Linked DNA regions of Anas platyrhynchos: region 2 is linked to region 1. The links are chromatin contacts, called in public Hi-C maps. All regions are on one chromosome and are shown on one strand. The core of a region is the stretch at or near the end of the contact, and the rest is flanking DNA. Distances in the headings are between cores, read along the strand shown.

Region 1 (4,125 bases), core at 1,097-3,596:
CAAGACATAAGCAAAGCAAATGCTTCAGAAAGTGATCAGCTGAACAAAAATAAAAAATGGGAAAAAAAAAGAAAAAACCTTCTGTAATAGAAAAAGTTGGGTTTTGTTCCCCCTGCCAAACGCCTCTAGGAAACTTTCTGTGGGAGTTGGGATATTCATCTCCCAGAATCTGGCCCCTAACGAGGAATTACACAGGCCAAGCCAAGAACAGAGGGACAGCAAAAAAGGAAAGCAATTCCTACACTGATTGTGAAATAACCCGGATCATCTAATTTCCTATTACTCATTTTAAATATTTCTTTAAACAGAGGAAAATTACTTAGTCATAAAGTGACTTTAAGAAAAAAAAAAAAAGCACTTAAAGCCACACTAATTTTACTTTTAAACTGGTTCTTACCATGTAAAAATTAATTATTTTGATATTCAAAAAAAAATCACAATGCAATCAAAACACCCATATTGGATGGCACTCTTTCTCAGTCACATCTGAGCAGATGCTCTGCTCAGCATCTTAGATACTGCTACAAATCACTGTCCTTACTTTAAAAAAAATAATAATAATAATTAGGGAGTCTTGGGGTTTAACTCCATCTGAATTTCATATGGTAAGCAGCAGCAAGCAATGAAGTCCTACTCATCTTCTCATGGCCTGTAGCATAAGTCTTTCATCAATCCTTTCTTAGTGGTATCTTTCCTAAGGGAAAAAAAAAAAAAAGTCCAATATCTATCTGCTGTTACAAAGAAGCTGGTCAGAACCTTTGACAATCACTGCTACTCTGAACCTTCTCTAGCTCTAATCTGCCTTCTCTGATGTGGAGCAGGCCTTAGCCATTTTCTGTACTTTGGCTTTTGACTATTTATCCCATCATTTGAAGCCTCAATGCAATTGTCTACAGTGGAACCAAAGAATCCTCAAGAAAATCAGTAGTGAGGAGAGTACTGGATTTTGCACTCACAATTTTGCAGGGTTTGTCATTCTTTACAAAACAGAGAAATAAATGAAATTCTCCCTCTAAGTTATCTAGTGTTCGAGTGAAGGCAAGTCAGATTTCTTAACCAATGAATACTTGAAAGGCAGAGGAAAAAAAAATAAGAGACACATTCCTGGAGCAGAAACACGGACACAATATACTTCTGTTTAGCTAAATGAAGTTTTTAGAAGTACGCTGCCAGTCTGCATTATTATTCATATGAAGATCCTTTTAGTCCAATCTGACTGATGTGGGAATTGCCATGCTGTAAAGACAAAGATACGTTAGTGTCTGCACAGTAAAAACAGCTCAGGCCCAGTGAATTTGTTTCTAGAATCCCCTTGTTAATTTCCCACTATCTAAAAAAGGGTCTCAAATACAATCACCAGTCTCCTAAGAGGAAAAATCCACCCTGGGAAGTCTGTTTTTCATTTGTTTTTAAGCAACAACCAGTGCATGTCTTTGAGAGTGTCCCAAGAGGTAAACTTGGGCTTCTCGTCCCCAAATGGAAGGACAGAATTAGCTGCTTCGGCAGGCATTTTCCACTCCTTTCCTTAGATTCATTGTGAGCTCTCCAGGGAGAAGACTACAGAAGTAGATGAGGAAATCATGTGTATAAGGATGTGATGGGGGCAGGGGGATGGAAATGTCAGGGTATGAACTGCATTCCCCTCATCCCGTGATGACCACTGGCTGGATCTTGCAGCAGCATCCACAGGCTTGTAGCTGCTGTCAGATCCAGGAATAGCCCAGGAATAACTTTGTCTGTGCAGCAACTGAGTCCAGGCAGAGATATAAAATAGAGCGCCATCAGAACAGCACCAGTAAGCAAGGAGCACCAGCTTCATGGGGTCTGGATTATAACTCAAGGACAGCTTCAAGTCCTTCAGATCTGACCCCAAACTGAGAGAACACCAGAGAAGCCCAGGAATTTTGCATATACCTGGAGAGTACAGGTCCAGGCCACTGGCACAGTCTTCAGGGAACAGTTGTAGCTGTGATAACATTTTAACGAGCTGTAGAAGTTCAGCCACAGATGCAGAGATGAAGCATTCATAGCATGCATTCTAATAATTTCTGTTTATACAGCTTAAAAAAAAAAAAAAAAAAAAAAAAGTAACTCGAACTAATTCCTTTTTATGTGGGAATCTGCTCTGGTTTAACTCAAAGGTCATTTTTAAGTCTGTGTGCATTTACAGTGCTAGACAAATATTTGTCAAATATACAGGCTGCTGGTCGCATTTGAAAGATAAAGGTTATGGGGGAGGAGGGGAGAGAAAAAAAAAAAAAAACTCAGCCAGTGCAGAACACAGAACTGAATGAACCTCAAGGAAAAGCACCCATCTGTCAGAGCATGACACATTCCTGCTAGCAGAGACTGCCACCTTTTGGGGAACAGCTTGAGAGACAGAGCAGAAAAGAGGATGATTCATTTCCAGTTTTGGTTCCTTATTTGCCTGAATGTCAGCAGAGTCAAATAGTTTTAATTTCTCAGCTAACTTCCAGCAGAGGAAAAAAGAACATTTCCAAGAGGATCCCTGAACACCACTAGTTTCTTTTTCTGTAGCTCTTAAAAAGAAGCATTTTTACAGTCTGTTCATCTCAGCTACTGCTACTGTTTTTGAATCTCTTAGCCACTTTCAATCAAACTGGACACAGGGGAAATATCTCAGATAAAATTCCAGCTTTCTTCCTAAGAAACAGAAGTGAGAAGATGAGCTACACTCAAATTCACACCTCATTAAGGGAAAGTGGAGGAGGAACGTATTACGTATCTTGGTTGGTAGCAGCCAGTCAAGCAGTATGGATGTGGTTTTCTACTAATCACTGCAAATATACTTTCTTATCCCAGACCCAGCACTGAGTTTAGGCACACAAGAAAGGAACAAATTGGGGCCGTTGTTGTAGGTAAGCAAGGAGGGAAATAGATCACAAGTCAATAGGACTCAAGTGTCATTGTCAGCACTACTCTTTTGGCAGCTTGCCTTGCCAATACACAGGGACAGAAGCTACAATAAGGGGAGACATCCATGTACTCTTCACTCTTTGGAAGTGCTTTGTATGGATGTTTTTATATCATCTACAAAATATGATTTAAAAAACAAACAAACAAACAAAAAAAAAAAAAAAAAAAAAAAAAAAAAAAAAACAGATACTGGCTTAGGATTCTTGGATGTATTACTTCCAGTCTGATATCAAAATAGGTCATCAGATTCCAAAAAGAAAAGTTTGAGTAACGCATACAGCCAACGCTCAACCATATTATTCAGCACAAGAGACTGTGCAGGAAGCCAGATGCCAGTCAGTAGTTCCAAGAACTTACATTTGCATGTCTGCTGCCTGCTTTGACTGGTGAATGCTATCTCACAACGCAATGTGTAGCTGCACCCCTCTGTGACACCCCCCTCTTGACCCACCTCTTTTGTTATTGTTTCTATAAGAAACACAGTCTTCAAAACCGTCATTGGTTCTTTCCCATTTACTTTCTCAGATGAGGAACCCTGTAGTTTCAGAGAACAATAGAAACCTCCTGTACAGTCACCTTGGTTAATGACACCAAGCCGTGCATTTCACATGAGCCTGCCCATCACTGTCTGACTAAACCACCCTACAAGCCCGTAAGATGCTATCTTCTAACACCATAAAGGGAGACTGATGATATTGTCCTTCAGAAGGTCAAACTGCCTCAAGTTGCTCCAGCAGAGGCTTAGATTAGATATGAAGAATTTATTCATGGAAAGGGTGGTTAGACATCGAAACAGGCTGCACAGGGAAGTGCTGAAATCCCTGTCCCTATAGGTGTTTGAGACACATGGACATGGTGCTTAGGGACATCCTTAAATGGTAGACTTAGCAGTGTTAGGTTGATGGTTGGGCTTGATGATCTTAAGGGTCTCTTCCAACCTAGATGATTCGATTCTATGATTCTAAGTTCAAAAGTCCCTACATTTTGCCCTTATATTACAAAATTTAATATGGAAAAAAAAAAAAAAAAAAACAAAAAAAAAAAACAACAAAACAAAACACCATAACTGTGATTCAATCCATCTTAGCAACTTATCCCAGCAAGTCTTCACTGAGCAGCTGTTACCTACTAAGCTGCTACCTCCTCGTTCTCTTCCTCTCTTTCCTCGTCCCCACCTGCATTTATGCA
Region 2 (4,125 bases), core at 1,186-3,685, 450 kb before region 1:
AGTTTTCTCATTATTTTTTTTTAATATATACATATGTACATTTAAAAATTAAAATGGTGTAAGGTACATGTATTTTCCTAGCCAGTGTAAGGATGGAATGGTATGATCCTAAGTGTGTTTGCAAATCCATATTCATGCAGGCAGTCTTACAAAAAATGTCATGTGAAATCAAACCTTAGCTTGTTTCAGTGCATGGAAAAGAGTAGATGGGTTAAATTAAACAGTAGGGCCTAGTTGTGTATGCAGTAGATTACAGATGTAATTAAGCAAATATAAGATTTATTAATATTACTTTGTGTATTGTATTAATAGTCTGATTTATTCAGACTTGCAATATGCATGTGTGATCTTACAGAGATGTTAGGTTATTAAACTCACCATGGAGACTGTGTTTACCTAAATCTTACCTTGGGCATTCAAAATATACATAGTTGTAGGTCTTTTAAAAATAAACAGAACAAAATTAAACAGTGTATCAGTTCAGCTTCTGTATTTTCCAATAGCTAAGAAAACCGAGCACATTGTTTAGATTGCCATTATTCAGAACCAACACAAATACATCCAGAGGAAATATTTAATTACAGCGTGTGTTGTTTCTCACACATTAAAATTAAGAGCATATAGCTCAATATATAGTAGATATATGCCAGGTTGTGAATGGTGGAGGGAAGGAGTGGGTGATTCTTGTATTTCTGGGGGGCCTGTGGATAAAATCCTTTAGAGCAGTAACGTGATAGATGAACCACAGCTGCTGTGAGCCCAGGAAAGGCTGAATTGTGAAGGAAGACAGTTCCTGTAATTGGCTCCATATCACAGCTTTGTATCAAACGATTGTACTCGGGGATTGTCAAGATGATAATGAACATGGAGATTTTCCTGTACTTCTGCTTTTACTAGTAGATTAAGTGGCAATAGGCACAAAAAGGCTTTCTTCCATTAACGTGAATGCTCTCATGACCCTTAGGCTTCATTAGTACTGTATCTTCTACCTGGAAACTACTGTGGAAGCACAGATACAGGAGCTATTTCTTCAGCTCCAAATATAACGCCTGCCTCCTGAGCCATTACTTGCAGAAATCCGTAATTACTTCACCTTTGCTTTCCGCTCAGGAATGCCAGGTCCAGAGCCAGGACTCGGTGCTAACCCTTTGTGTCCTCACCTGAGCGCATCCTGGCAGCAGGCTGCTGCTTCTCACCTCGCCTGAACTGCCGATGCACCCCTTGCATAGCAGAGCTGGCCCTGGATTTTCATTCTGATATGAAAGTGAATTCAAAGACCGTGCGAGGGCTACGTCCATCCTGATGACTTTCTCACAAAAAAAGCTGGCAAGATCAGTAACTAAAAATAAACAAGGCAGCGATATTTTTTTCACTAGAGGAAACCAAGTGGAGCCCACGTCTATGCACGTTTGTGCAGGGGAGGGGAGAGCTGTAGTTTCCTGGTTATTCCCTGCAGTTGTCAGCACCATGGCGATGAACATGACTGAAATCTTACGCGATAAGCTCGATAACGAGGCACATACACCCTTTTACAAGACCCCCCCCGGGCTCCTTTCAGCATCTCCCACACCCAGCAGCGACGATTCCTGCGGGGGAAGCGCCGGGGCGGGGGGAAGGCAGGTGACCCGCAGCCCCGCCGGGCCGGGCCGGGCCGGGCCGGGCCGGGCCGCCACCTTCTGACGGCGCCTCCCGGCCTTGTCCCGGGCGGTGCGAGGCCGCTTCCCCGGCGGGGGAGCCGCTGCCTGCCGCCGGGCCCCGCTGAGGAAGCGGGGCCGTGAGGGGCCGGAGCAGCGGGGGTCGGGGCCGGGGCGCGGCGGGGAGGCCGCCGGAGGGCGGCGCTGTGAGGGAGAGGGGAGGCAGGGCCCGGCCGGGGGCGGGCGGAAAACCCGCGGGGAGCAGCGAGGCGGGGAGGAAGGAGGAGGAGGAGGAGGAGGAGGAGAGGGGCGGTCGGGTGCTTGAATAAAACCTGAGGGGCTGGGGAGGAAGGCGGTTGGGGATGGTTTGTGTGTGTGTGTTGTTTTGTTTTTTTTTCTTCCTACGCCACTTTTATCCCGTGAGGGGGACGAGGGAAGGAAATACAACGACAGCGGCGACCGTAACAAAGCTGTAAACGATAATAAATGATAATAAATAAAAAAAAAAAAGTGCGCGGAGGCCAGCCCGGAGGAAGACGAGAGACGAGGGCTGAGGAAAGGCGGGCGCAGCCGGGGGCCCCCCGCGGGCTGCGCTGCTCCCCCCCCCCCCACCCGACGCCAGCCAGCCAAACTTTGGGCGCCCAGCCGCTGGCACACTCACACTCACACACACACTCACTTACACACACACACACACACGCACACACATACACACACACACACACACACACACACTCCGCTCGCACACTGACGTCTTTTGCGCATTTCCTGCACGGGAGCGAGCGGCGGAGCGGCGGCGGGAGGCGGGGAGGGAAGGACGGAGGGAGGGAGGGAGGGAAGGAGGCGGCGGCTCTGCCCATCGCCAGGGCGGCGGCCGCCCAGCCGGAGCCCGCCGAGCCCCGCTCCGCTCCTCTCCGCGCCCCATGCGCGGGGGTGGCCGCGCTGGGTCCCCGGCCTTGGCGGAGGACGAGGAGGAGGAGGAGGCGCGGGGGCTGCTGCTGCCGCCGCCGCTGCTGCTGCTGCGGGCTGCGGCGCGGATGGAAGGTCCCCGGGTGGATGGCTGCTGCTGCTGCTGCTGCTGCTGCTGCTGCTGAGCGGAGGCTGAGCCGTAGGCAGGGCTGGGGGGGCGGCCGGTGACTCGTGCGGGTGTCTCTGTGCGTGTGAGTGTGTGTGTGTGTGTGTCTGTGTGTGTGTGCGGAGCGCTGCGGGGCTGCCCCGGGGCAGGGCTGGCGTGTGCGGGAGCCTCGGGTCGCGGCGCTGCCTCCCTCGCACGGCCCGAGCCGGGATTATGGTCTAGGAGGAGGGAGGAGGCTTTCGCTCGCCCCCCGGCTCTGCCCTGCCCGGCTTTTCGGGGGGTTTGTGCAGCCGCCGGCGCCTCCCCCTCCCCTGCGGCCCCCCTCCCTTGTTTTCCGTTAGAAACACGGGCGAGAAAATAAATGCATTCACTGGGTGTCGCAAGAGCAAAGGCTAAATAACCAGAGGTAGCGGCACGGCGAGGGTCGGAGCCGCGCTGCGTCCCGCTCCCCCCCTCAGACCTGCCCCCCTATTTATTGGCGAGACCTCCTTCCCTGCCTCCCTCCTTCTCTCCCTCCCTCCTTCCCTCCTTCCCTCCCTCCCTCCTTCCCTCCCTCTCTGTGCGAGCGCGTTGTGCGAGTGCTTGATCCCAGGAAAAGTGCAGCCGTCCAGCCATGGTGGTTTTCAATGGCTTGCTGAAAATCAAGATCTGCGAGGCGGTGAATCTGAAACCCACGGCGTGGTCGCTGAGGCATGCGGTGGGTCCCAGGCCACAGACCTTTCTGCTGGACCCTTACATAGCCCTCAATGTGGACGACTCCAGGATCGGGCAGACCTCCACCAAGCAGAAGACCAACAGTCCCGCTTGGAACGACGAATTTGTCACCGACGTTTGCAACGGCAGGAAGATAGAGATGGCTGTTTTCCACGATGCCCCCATCGGGTACGACGATTTTGTAGCTAACTGCACTATCCAGTTTGAGGACTTGCTGCAGAACGGGAGCCGCCACTTTGAGGACTGGGTGAGTGTTCGCGCCGCAGGTACGGACGTGTGCACATGATGTGCAGTGGCACCGCTCTGGGTGCAACATCTGTATTGCAGAGCTGGGTTGCCAAGGGCATGTAATAGCTCTGGAGGCTTTTCATTATTTCCATGCTTTGTTATACTGAGATAGTCATGGTTACTGTGTGTCTGATGCATGTGGTCCACAGACACGGGAAGAAAGAAAAATAGGGTGCATCTAAGTAAGAGATGTGTAATTACCACTTCAGGTTCTGAAATTATGTTACATAAACACAAGTCCTGTTGTCTTATTGTGTTTGAAACCCGCCGGCCAGATACATCCATACAGAGCATCACTGCAAAACCCAGAGCCAGCTCTTAGACTGAGTTCTTCACTTTGGTGTGAACTGATGAAGCCGTGACGAGGTCATGACAAGCCTTAAAAATGCAGGTCTGACCTCTGATCCGAGATGC

The links. A called contact is a pair of places that touch in the nucleus more often than the background predicts.
Region 2: a Hi-C map of subcutaneous adipose tissue shows a contact between it and region 1, with 3 times the contacts expected there. The contact joins the promoter of PRKCE here to the enhancer-like site in region 1. A contact is called at or near these places in 2 of 8 Hi-C or Micro-C datasets (skeletal muscle and subcutaneous adipose tissue).

The regions. Positions count from the first base shown.
Region 1 is chr3:39,264,227-39,268,351 of IASCAAS_PekinDuck_T2T, reverse strand. All of the region lies in intron 3 of LOC110352700 (a long non-coding RNA gene), which reads right to left. Among named protein-coding and RNA genes, the nearest start is that of TMEM247, 20 kb to the right of the region's middle. Within about 2 kb of position 2,346, at least 1 of the 8 cell types and tissues checked has an H3K27ac peak or open chromatin away from gene starts, as enhancers often do. A contact at or near this core is called in subcutaneous adipose tissue, where this site is marked.
Region 2 is chr3:39,717,500-39,721,624 of IASCAAS_PekinDuck_T2T, reverse strand. It overlaps PRKCE (protein kinase C epsilon), which reads left to right and starts at 2,435. Exons shown (of 15, transcript XM_005009801.6): 1 at 2,435-3,670. The coding sequence starts at 3,323.